Linked DNA regions of Ovis aries: region 1 is linked to region 2. The links are chromatin contacts, called in public Hi-C maps. All regions are on one chromosome and are shown on one strand. Each heading gives the region's core, a stretch centred on a gene start, on an enhancer-like site or on the middle of the called end of the contact. The rest is flanking DNA. Distances are from core to core; before and after follow the strand shown. Region 1 overlaps UBASH3B (ubiquitin associated and SH3 domain containing B). Region 2 holds the start of UBASH3B (ubiquitin associated and SH3 domain containing B).

What was found. Hi-C and Micro-C count contacts between places; a contact is called where the count stands out from the background.
Region 1: a contact with region 2 is called in a Hi-C map of liver, with 2.1 times the contacts expected there. The contact joins the enhancer-like site here to the promoter of UBASH3B in region 2. A contact is called at or near these places in 2 of 16 Hi-C or Micro-C datasets (both in liver).

The regions. Positions count from the first base shown.
Region 1 is chr15:33,123,103-33,129,018 of ARS-UI_Ramb_v3.0, reverse strand. The region is part of intron 1 of UBASH3B (ubiquitin associated and SH3 domain containing B); the gene reads right to left. Among named protein-coding and RNA genes, the nearest start is that of CRTAM, 82 kb to the left of the region's middle. Within about 2 kb of position 2,823, at least 14 of the 54 cell types and tissues checked have an H3K27ac peak or open chromatin away from gene starts, as enhancers often do. A contact at or near this core is called in liver, where this site is marked.
Region 2 is chr15:33,034,133-33,040,234 of ARS-UI_Ramb_v3.0, reverse strand. UBASH3B (ubiquitin associated and SH3 domain containing B) reads right to left here and starts at 1,424. Exons shown (of 14, transcript XM_004016112.6): 1 at 946-1,424. The coding sequence starts at 1,106.

The DNA.
Region 1 (5,916 bases), core at 1,574-4,073, 87 kb before region 2:
AGTCGTGTCCAACTCTTTGTGACCCCATGGACTGTAGCCTACCAGGCTCTTCCGTCCACGGGATTTTCCAGGCAAGAGTACGGGAGTGGGGTGCCATTGTCTTCTCCAGGGGATCTTCCCGACCCAGGGATCGAACCTGGGTCTCCCAAAGAGTAGGCAGACGCTTTACCATCTGAGCCGCCAGAGAAGGGACACCACACACAAAGAAACTCAAAATGGATTTAAGACCTAAATGTAAGACCAGAAACTATGTAAGTCTTAGAGGAAAACATGTAGAACACTGTATGACATAAATCATAGCAAGATCCTCTATGACCCAACTCCTAAAATGTAAATAAATACAAAATAAACAAGTGGGGCCTAATTAAATTTAAATGCTTTTGCACAGTAAAAGTAACTATAAACAAGGTCAAAAGACAACTCTAAGAATGGGACAAAATAAGAGCAAATGAAACAACTGACAAAGGACTGATTTAAAAAATATACAAGCAGCTCGTGTAGCTCAATACCAGTAAAACAAACAACTCAATCAAAACGTGGGTTTTTAAACAGACATTTCTCCAAAGAAGACATACAGATGACTAATGAACATGGGAAAAAATGCTCAACATTGCTCATTACAGAAATGTAAATCAAAACTACAATGAGGTATCACTTCACACCAACCAGAATGGCCATCATCAAAAAAATCCACAAAAAAACACAAGTGCTAGAGAGGGTGTGGAGAAAAGAGAACCCTCTTACATTGTTGCTGGGAATGTAAATTGATACAGTCACTATGGAAGACAGTATGGACATTCCTTAAAGAACCAGGAATAAATCTACCATATGACCCAGGAATACCATTTCTAGGCATACAAATATGAGGACACCAAAAGTGATAAAGATTCATATACCCCAATGTTCACTGTAGCACTATTTACAATAGCTAGGACATGGAAGCAACCCAGATGTCGTCCATCAACAGGTAAAGAAGCTGTGGTACATATATACAATGGAATACTACTCAACCATAAAAAGCAATGCATTTGAGTCACCTCTAATGACCCTAGAGCTATTACACAGAGTGAAGTAAGTCAGAAAGAGAAAACAAATATCATATATTTATGTTTATAGTTTATATTTATTTTTATATATTATTTATATTCCATATAAATATTTAAAATAAATATGAAAGTTATTTATATTCCAATACATATGTGGAATCTAGAAAGACAGTACTGATGAGCTGATCTGCAGGGCAGCAATGGAGATGCAGACATAGAGAACAGACTTATGGGCAGGGGGCAGGAAGCAAAAGGTGAGACCAATGAGAGTAGCGTGCAAGCATATGCACTATAATATGTAAACTAGAGAGCCAATGGAAATTTGCTGCAAGACTCAGTGACCTCAGACCAGGGCTCTGTAACAACCTAGAGGTGTGGGAAAGGGTGGGCGGTGGGAGGGAGGTTCAAGAGGGAGGGGACATATGTATACCTGTGGCTAATTCCTAGTGATGTATGGCAGAAATCAAAGCAATATCGTAAAGCAATTATCCTTCAATTAAAAATAAATAAAAAAAAATAAAGGTCACCAAGAGGGAGAAATTAACTCTGCTGATAGAGTGGGCAGGATCTGAACTGAGTCTTGATGGGTGAGTGGATTTTTGCCATCCAGACAAGAAGACAGAAGCAACAGCAGGTGTGATGTAGGGAAGGAGGGAAGCTTTAGGAAGGCCAACAGTGGGGTGAGGGAGGGGCATAGAAGGGAAGAGAAATCTGTCTATTCATCTTTTCTCAAAATATCACGGGTAATTTTTATTATCTTAGTAAATGAAGAAAAGCATATTGATTATGACCTTCACACTGCAGAATCCAGCAAAAGCCAAGAGCTTTAAAATGAATCCATTCTTCCATCCAACACTAACAGCACCTGCCATATTTTTTATGTGGAACTGCAATTGTCTTCCCTCAGCTACCTGAGATCAGACATTTGGTTATGATCTGTGCTGAATCCCAAGAGCCTTGAGCAACCCATGGTATACAGTAAACACCCCACAAGTATCTGCATAATGAATCCACTGGACTCTGCTACCTGCCAGAACTATAATAGGCCTGGGGATAAAGGCACGGACTGGACACACTGCCTGCCTTTTAAGTGAGGTAGATTACATGAACTAGTTCCTTAGGAAGCCATTTTTTGGATTGACAAGAAATTATTTCTGTTTTAAAGCTTGAGGAACAAAAGATCTTTCTACAAGCTGAGAGATGAGCTTTAGAGAGTTAACAGGAAGGGCCTCAGCCACCTTCCCCAGAACTCTTGCAGACACTAACTTTACATGCTCCTCTCTCGTGTTGCTGGGCAGACAGGTGTGCAGGGAGGGTACAGCTCCTGGCAGGCCTCTTCCCATGGGTGTCCTGGCAAGGGCAAGCTCTGGGCCTCAGCTGCCTTTCCCAGGCCATGCGGCACACACATGAGCACGCTCTCTCCTTCTCTCTCACACACACACACAAGCACACATGCTCACACTCACAACTTCAGGCTCACACAATCACACTCTTACACATGTGCTCACACAAAATGCACACAGAATCACAACTAACGCATGCTGACACTCACACACTTGCCCCCACTCACACTTGGTTCACACATTCACACAGCATGCACACACACACACACACACACACACACACACACACACACACACAGCCTGAGCCGTTAAAGTGACAGCACTCACATTTTCCATCTATTGGTAGTTTCAAAACAGGAAGCCTGAGCGGGGAGGGGTGGTGTGGCTGAGGCAAGTGCTCTGTGAGGGGCCCACGTGCACAGGCTGGATTCAAAAGGGAAGCCTCACGGGTGCCCATCCCCTTCACAGCCACAAGGCTCAGGCCAAGCAGTGGGGTGGAGCCTGGGCCCACCTCTCCAGGGCGCAGCAGCTGGACCATTCCGCTGGCCAGGGCAGTCACCCAGATCAAATCGCACCTCTCCCCGAGTGAGGGGTTTTCTCTGAGGAAGAAGGGAATGCCCTCTGCCTTCTTGTCTGCAGACATAGAGCCCTCTCTTTTTTGGAAACCCCCTCTCCCAGGACTAACCCCTAAGAGCTGTTCTACCTCACCATTTAGGTCCTCTGCTACCTACTCAGCCATGCTCCTTTATACCAGGGAAAGATTTAGTTTCCTGCCTTTCCTGCACCTGCACTCCAAGATGAAACAGACCAGGGACCTGTTTTCTAAAATGAAATCCTTGCAACACCGTGTATTTTCTTTTCTTTTCTTTATGTGCTTGCAGGATCTTACTTCCCTGACCAGGGATCAAACCCATGCTCTTTGCAGTGGGAGCATGGAATCTTAACCACTGGACCACCAGGTAAGTCTCTACAGTTTTTCATAACCAGCATCTCCTTCAATCAAGACAGCTCCATGATGTGGCAAATACTATACCCATTTTACAGATGAGGAAACTGAGGGCAAAGAGATTAGTCACTTGTCCCAGGAGGTGCCTTCCGACCTCAAGGCACCGTCCTCAGGAATGTCAGCACTCCACCTGCCACCGTGGAGCTGAGTGCAGGTGTGTCTGAGACGGAGGAGGGAGAGGGCTGAAGCTCTGTCACAGGCCGGTGGACTTCACTCCCCACCTTTGGCCCCGTCCCTGTTCCCCTCTTTCTCACACACCAAACCACAGGCCCAGAAACAGACTAGCTGGCCTGGCGCCAGGAGCTGGGGTAGGTCCACATATAAACTTCAATCGTCCAGGGCAGTTGGGACTGATTTCCACAACTCACAGAGCAAGATGGAGGGGAAGCGGCTGGCGAGATGACATTTCTGGAACTTTGCTTTCTCTCTCTCTGAGAGAAGTGTTTATTAAAACCCTTTTTTCCTTCAGCAGTGACCTTGCAAAGGAAATTGGCCTCACTGCTCTGTAGCTGAGAGGGAGGGCACACACACAGCCCTTTGTGCTGTATTCCTGCCAAAGGATGCTCTGGAGGGTAGGTAGAGGGGGGCTGCTGGCGGCAGGTTGTCCTCCCGAACCAGCCTAAGAGACTTGGATCGAGTGATGACAGCATGTGTGTGGCTGGAAAGAGACAAGAGGGGACGAAAAACGAGCCCGGGCTTTTTCCGCCAGGCTAGCACTTCTGTCAGACCGCGCCCGCCACTGTCACGTTCCCTGCCTTGTAGGTTTCATATATTTAACAGCCGGGACTTATAAAACAGGACAACAGAGGTCACAGGAAAAGGATGGGTCAGGCTCAGGGGAAGCCCTGCAATTTCCTTTCCTGGAGCTCTCTGGGACCAAAATGAGAGACGCCTGCACTGGAAGAATGTCCTGGTCTTCCCCTTGGCTTGCATTGCCCCTCCTGTCTGGAGCATGGTCCAAATCACTCTTTCTCCAAGTCCCACCCTTTCCTTAAAAGCCTCTCCTGACCTTTCCAGGACTTTACACTCCCTGAGGTCAGAGACTCTGACCAATGGAGTCTTGCTGATTGACAAGTGAGAAAGCGGATGGATACCTGAGATGACCTTGAATGGTACTCAAGTCCGCTGTCTGCTATCCTTGTGCTGTTTCGTTGGGGGTGTGGAGGGGGTCCTCAGAGTTATTCTCCACCTTCAGACCTGAGAGGCTAAACTCCAGCTTGTGTTGGTAGTGGATGCGGCCCGGGCTCCAGGAGAGAGCTGGCAGGAGGAGGGGCGTCATCTGGGAGCCGGCCTGCCTGGGCTGGGTGACACACCAAGAACTGCTCGAGGATGGCTACACTGGTCAGCAAAAGGGTGCAGGAAGCAGAAGTCACGGGAGGAGAACTGGGCTGCTCACTCTGGGAGAGGCTCCGGAGCAGCCTGGCCACCCAAGTCCGGCAAGTTCATGCTCGTGGGACCCGGAAGTCATGAGAGCCTCTGGGGAGAGAAGAGGAGCAGCTGGGCTCCTTGCTAGGGTCTGCGCTCCTCCAAGCAGAGACCTCCAGATCTCAGAATCCAAACAGGTCAGCACTCCTCCCGGGAGGCCGGCCAAGACTGTAAATCTGGAGAATTCAATTCCTTTGCAGCTCGTGCGGGACGGGAAGTAGAATAACCACTACATAAACTGACTTAGCCCTTAAACTGAGGGGCTTGAAATGAAGCAAACAGGATCTGGAGTCGTTCTCCTTCAGCGGAATTCTGTCACGAGACCAAATTTCATTCATTTACAACCAACACAAGGGTGCTATTTCTGTGTCTGATTCATATTGTGGCTTGTTTGGGTTTATTTTTGCTTTTTGAAACACTTCATGAATATATTGGTACTAGGTTCAAATTGATAATTCTTAAAATTCACTGGGTTTTTGGGGGGAGGGGGAGTATCCAGAACATGGTTTGTTGAGGGGAGGAGTACCCGGAACACATTACAGTGTTCTATGAACTGAAAGTAAATTTGAACAGGCATTTTTTTCTGGGAAAGCTCCCACAGAAATCTGAATCACATCACAACATTAGTCCTTAAAATACCAGTTAAAGCCAATCTTCATTCCTTAATTTTGCAATGCAAAATAAATTTCGTCACTATGGAGGTGAAAAGAGTAACTTATAAGTTCCTTTACATTACTGGGGTTTACTTTGATGATGACTAGAAATCAATTTATGTGTCACTGTGCATTTTTCAAGTAAGCAAGAACAAACATGCCTAAGAACAATTAGTTTTTAAGTTAGATTTCCTAGTCCAGTTCTCGTGTTTCTTTTACAATTATTATCTTCCACTAAAGTAGGACTTCTGCTTTAAAAAAAAGTGTCTAAATAATGGATCTTATTTCACTTTGAAAGTAATACTATTAACATTTTTATAAAAAATAAACATGCAAAGATATATCTACTAGCCCTATCTTAGTGCGCAGCTCCTCAAAGCTGTTTCCGCCCACCCTTCTGCTTGTCCCCTTGCCCCGTCCTCTGCACCACAGCCGGCACCCAG
Region 2 (6,102 bases), core at 175-2,674:
AAATCTGCATGCGAGGAATAAAGGGGGAAGAAGGACCTGACCACCCGACCTTGGCTTCCTCCCAGTCAGAGGTCCAGACTTGGGTGGCCAGCCTCCGAAGTCTCCTAGGGCCACTGCCAACCTTGCCCTGGCGACCAGGCCTCTTACCAGCAGGCTGCCGGGCTCGCCACCTGCGCGCTCTCAGCTCTGCCCTACCCCACCCTCCAGGAGGAAAAGGGATGAGAGAGGACGCACCCACCCCCCCTTACTCTCAGGCACCCACAGACTCCTGCGCTGCCGTCACCACTGACGAGAACCCAGGTCCCCTGGGGGCACTGCTTCCCCTTCTCATTCCAACCTCCCCATCAATGAACACGCAGCAACCGCTACGCTCCCGCTGCTCCTACTCTGGAGGAAGACAGAACCCAGAACGACATCCGGAGCCGAAAGCCGCAGTGGTGGGAGCGCCGGGTTCCCGGCCCCGCCGTCCGTCCCTGCCCTCTCCCGGTCAGCAGTGGATCCTCCAGCCAGGCCGGCGTTCGGGATCCAGAGGGTGCCCGAAGCCTCTGTGGGGCCCCGCCTCCCCCGGGGACTCGGCGCTAGAGACCTCAGGGAGCCCGGGGAGAGAACGGCTTAGCAACACCCGCGGAGGCCTGGCGCCTGCCACAGTCCCGGGGACTCGAACCCGGTGCCCTTGCCCGTAGGCATCCCGCGCCCTGGGACACGCCTCATCGTAGGCATGCCCAGCTAGCCCCTGGCCCAGCGCTCGGGCGCATCGCCCTCCCCTGCACCCTCCTCCCGGAGGAGCCGAGTCCCGGGCCGCCCGCGCGCCCAGCCTGCCCCCAACAGGTCGTGGGCAGCGGGGAGCGCGCCTCCCGCCGGGCAAGGGAGGCGAGCCGGAGCGAAGCCGAGGGCTGGCCGCGTGGGGCGGGAGGGGTCGCCGGGGCAGCGAGCTCGGCCACTTACGCGCGGGCTCTGGGGAACCCCATGGACAGCAGCACGTCCAGCGCCGATCCATGCTTGATGGTCCCGGGGCGCTGCTGGCGGTTCCTCCGCGGGGTGACTTTGCTGTACAGCTCCTCTCTCGCAGCCATGCCGAGCGGGCTGGGGTGGCCGTACTGAGCCATGCTCAGCGGCCAGCCATCTCCCGGGAAGGCACCCGAGCCGGAGGGCCCTGGAGGGCGGAGGGCCGGCCCGGGGCAGGGGAGGGGGGCTTGGGGATCCGGAGCCGGGCGCAGGCGGAGGCGCAGGCGGCGCTCGGAGGTTCCCTGGTGTCGAGACTGACGCTTCCTGGTGAGGCCACCGGAGCCAAAACTGCGAGCCGCTTTCTGCCCGGCCGGCCGGCCGCCACTCGGGCCCCGGGTGCCCCCTGCTCGGCGCCCGCAGCAGCCCTCTCTCCTCCGCCCCCTTCCTTCTGCGCTCCCAGCAGTCCGGGAATTTGCAATGAGTAATTTTTGAATGGATCAAAAAGGAAAAGGAGCTTTGTGGGCCGGCTCTGCCTCGCCTGTACCCGGGCCCCGCCCCTCTCTTAAAGCGGCAGCGCGGCCCGTGACTGCTCCCGGCTGGGCGCAGGCTGTAAAAGTCCAGGTGCTTCTGGGCAGAGAATTGGAACCAGCACTGCCTGTGTACACTGGTTCAGGGGAGTCACTTCCAGCGCTCTAGCTTCTCCATGGCTTCCATCCGGAGCCAGTGGGGCCTCAAGACGCCAGATCAACCCATTTCAAGTTTCCTGTGGTTCTGGATGGGGTTATTAGTGGAAATTGGGCAAACTGATGGACGACATGAATGGACCAGAAGGCCAAGTCATAGCATCCAGATAAAAGGTTTTGCTTCCTAGAGACGGTGCAAGACCCAGAGAATTGTTAATAGCAGCTGGAGACCAAGTTCCCATCAGCTGGCCAAGGAATCACGCTGAAGACCTTTTGTGTTCTCCATGATGGACCATGGGATTTCCCAGGCAAGAATACAGAAGTGGGTTGCCATTTCCTTTTCCAGGCTATTTTCCCAACCCAGGGATCGAACCAAGGTCTCCCGCGTTGCAGGCAGATTCTTAACAATTTGAGCTACAAGGGAGGGATAAAACTGCAGACAGAAGAGGAAGGGGAAGATGAAAGGAGGAAGAAGGAGGCGAGGAAGGAAGTGGGATGTGAAGGAGGGTGGGGGAGCAGGAACTGAGAAAGAACACTTTGTAATTGTAAGAGGTGTTCGGCACCGAATGGGTTGATTTTCAATAGCGAATGAGCACCCTGTCAGTAAAAGCATTCTAAGACAGACCGCTTCATCACTGCTCAGTGGTGACAAGTAAGTTGCATCATAGGTTTGCCCAAACTACTCCTACCTCAAAGAAGGTGGAAGTCCTAGCCACCCCTCTTTCCCCACAGCGCCACAACTTGTGAGCTGGTCATCAGCCGTCACGAGAGCTGGTCTTAGAGATATTAAAGCTTGGGGGGAAGGCTGATGACCAGCTCTCAAGTTGTGGAGCTGTGGGGAGAGCTGATGACCAGCCCCCATGAACTTGGCTTGGGGATATTAAAGCTGTTTCATTCAGAGACACATTTATGGTCCTCAGTTAGCTAGGGGGACCCTGCTCAGTGTAATGGAAAAGGCACAGAGTAACCCTCAGTTCAGTTCAGTCCAGTCTCTCAGTCGTGTTCAACTCTTTGTGACCCCATGAATTGCAGCACGCCAGGCCTCCCTAATATCACCAACTCCCGGAGTTCACCCAAACTCATGTCCAAACTCATCGAGTCAGTGATAGCTGCTCTTTTTCAGGTAATGATTATATTACCACCTAACATTTGTTTATTAGGCTCTTGTATGTGTCAATCACTATGTTCAGGATGATAAATGAATTAATTCATTTAATTTTTATGACCCTATGGTGTGTGTATAATTATTATCCCAGTTTACATACAAGAAAACAGCCCAGAGAGGTTGAGGAAGATGGTACAGATGACATGTCAGAGCCAGAGCTTTTGGTGCCTTGGACAAGTTGTTTTTGCCCTCTACAGCCCCAAGTCCTTATCTGTATGCATCATAGTAACTAGCCTTACACAGGGCTGGGCTCTCCAAAAATGTTAGTTCCTTCCCCTGCCTGGAGCGTCGGGGGAGGGCTGATGACCAGCTCTCAAGGAGCAGCTTTTTGATATTGCTTTCTAAAGCATCTAAGGGTTTTACCAGGGGACATGACACAGCTTAATTCTCTTTAGCCCAGAATATAGTTTTCTAAAAAATATCCAGCAGTGTTTGGAAGTGGGAAGATAAGGACTACTGGGGCTTAAGCAACAAGGTGCATAGTTCTATCTGCTATTGTGTAAGGGATGAGGAAAAAGTTCATACTTCCTGGGTGGGGGCTTCTGCCTAAGCAGAAGTGTCCCGAAGCCATGTAGAGGGCCTCTCCTGGGCACAGATCAAAGAGACAAAACTGGGCTGGGGAAACTATATCTAGTGACTAGCTTCCTTGGGATGCGTTTGGTAAAGGGCACTGGATCTTACCTGATATTCTGAACTTCTTCCAAAACCTTGGCTTGAGAGATAAATGATCCGAAACCTAGTCAAGCGATACTGTCTTGTGGAAGCAGTTTATAAACCGTAAGTATCGATACTACATAAATAACTGAAATTTACTGAAAATTCACTACACATTGATGCTGTTCTTAGCTTCTTACACAAATAATTTATTAATCCCTTGATAAGACAATAAAGTAGGTACCACCATATTATCATTGGCCACTTTACAAAATGAAGACGTTGAAGCAGACAGAGAGCAAGAATCTTGTCCAAGATCGCATGCCCAGTGATTTGAACTCTTAAAATTTTGTCCATACAACCACTTACTGCCATTATGATAATGATGAAGAGATGCCAACCAGTAAAATAATATGTTCAAATAATAACCTTTTTGATTCCTGTTACCAAGCTGAATTTGAGTTGACTCACTAAACGTGTAGCCAAGCCATTCTACTGACACTGGGTTGTGGTAAAGGAAAGTATAATAAGTCCCCGACATACGAATGAGTTCTGTCCCAAGAGTGAGTCCAATTTGTTCATAAGGCAATAAGGTTAGCCTAGGTACCCAACTAATACAATTGGCTATGTAGTACTATACTGTGTAATAGGGTTATAATATTTCTCATACGAATAATACATAAAAACAAACACCAAAAGTAAAATAATTTTAATCTTACAGTTCACTACCTTGAAAAGTACAGTAGTACAACAGTTGGCGCTTCTTAGCAGCACCAGCTACATCCTTGCTGCTCTTATTCTTGCTTCTGGACATCCTGGGTTTGAAATATGCTGTACTAGGGTATGTAGTCTATACAGTACCGTATGGTAAAGTACACAAAAGCACAACCACTTATAAAGGATACGCACACGGGACCATGTACGCCAGACACATGAACTAACTCACATGATTGGACTTGTGAATGTACATACATTCGCATCTTTGAAAGTTCTCAACTTGGAGGTTCATAGGTAGGGGACTTAGTGTATAGCGTTTATTGCAAGGCGCCAAGCAAGGGAGTGGGAGATAAGCCCCAGATCCACTCCAATCTGATCTTTGAGTTAGAACTTTTTGTTTTTGTTTGTGTTTAAGAACAAAAATACTGCGCTTAATCGTCATCTTATGACATTTCTGTGGCATTTCTCGGAGTCAGGATATCTCTGTTTTACAATTCTCTGGCCAAGTGGTCCATGGCTTGGGGGTGGGGGTGGGGGGGGCTTTTTAGCTCATCTTGCCCTGGAGAAACCCGAGTTTGTTTGTTAATGATGGTATCTAATGATAAAACAGCAATTTTATCAACATCGATGTTATCAATAACAGCAGTTTTAGTCATCTGATTCTGGTTGCGGAGAAGGCAATGGCACCCCACTCCAGTACTCTTGCCTGGAAAATCCCATGGACGGGGGAGCCTGGTGGGCTGCTGTCTATGGGGTCACACAGAGTCGGACACGACTGAAGTGACTTAGCAGCAGCAGCAGATTCTGGTTGACTAGGGTTCAGTTAGCCCAAAACTGAGGTTGGAGGGGCGAGAAAGGGAATAAAGTTTTGTATAGAGAAATTAGTTGTAAACTTGGTAAGGGATGGAGAAGGCAATGGCAACCCTCTCCAGTATTCCTGTCTGGAGAATCCCATGGACAGAGGAGCCTGATGGGCTACAGTGCATGGGGTCACAGAGAGTCGGATATGACTGAGCAACTAACACTGCTACTACTGCTTGGTAAGGGAACTTGGTTTTATGGAGACTCAGTTTCACTCCTCTGTCCCTTGACACAGAATTGTGGATCTCTGTTTCCTCTCGAAAAGCTGAACTGTTTTTCTCCCTCCTCTAGGCAAACTGTGAGAGGAAATGATGGGTATATAGTTTTAGGTAGCCTGGGAAAAGCACTGTGGAAAACCAGGCATCTTAGACATGGACAGTTGCGTTTGGGGCACTTTTACCAACATCTCCATCCGACGACCTCATCCTTCAGCCAGGGGCCAGCCATCATTTTATTTAAGACAGCTGTCCTCAGTTCTGCACAGAATAAGGTGCTGGCAATTAAGATGCATTGTGCTTCAGTTGTATTGACTTTGAAAAGCTAGGGAAAGCTTTATAGAAGTCCATGTTGTTATATCACAGAGAAGAGGAATGAGTATTCATGAGACAGGGTATCTGACAGCAGTGGGAGGTGGGAGGGGCCCTTGCACGGTGAGGAAGCTGACACATCAGCTTCAAGCTCCTTCAGAAGGGAAGCAAGTTGTCAATTTCTCCTGTATCTACCAGTCGAGTCAGAATCCACCCTGAGCCACAAACCTCTTTCTCTCTCTCTTTTTTCTTTTCCTAAGTCATGCCACATGGCTTGTGGGATCTTAGTTCCGCAACCAGGGATCGAACCCAGGCCCTGTGCAGCAAAAGCTGTGAGTCTTAACCACTGAACCTCCAGGTGCGTGTGTACGCGCTAAGTCACTTCAGTTGTGTCTGGCTCTTCGACTCTATGGACTGTAGCCTGCCAAGCTCCTCTGTCCATGGGATTTCCCAGGCAAGAATACTGGAGTGGGTTGCCATGCCCTCCCCCAGGGGAACTTCCCAACCCAGGGATCGAACCCACGTCTCTTTCCTCTCCTGCATTGGCAGG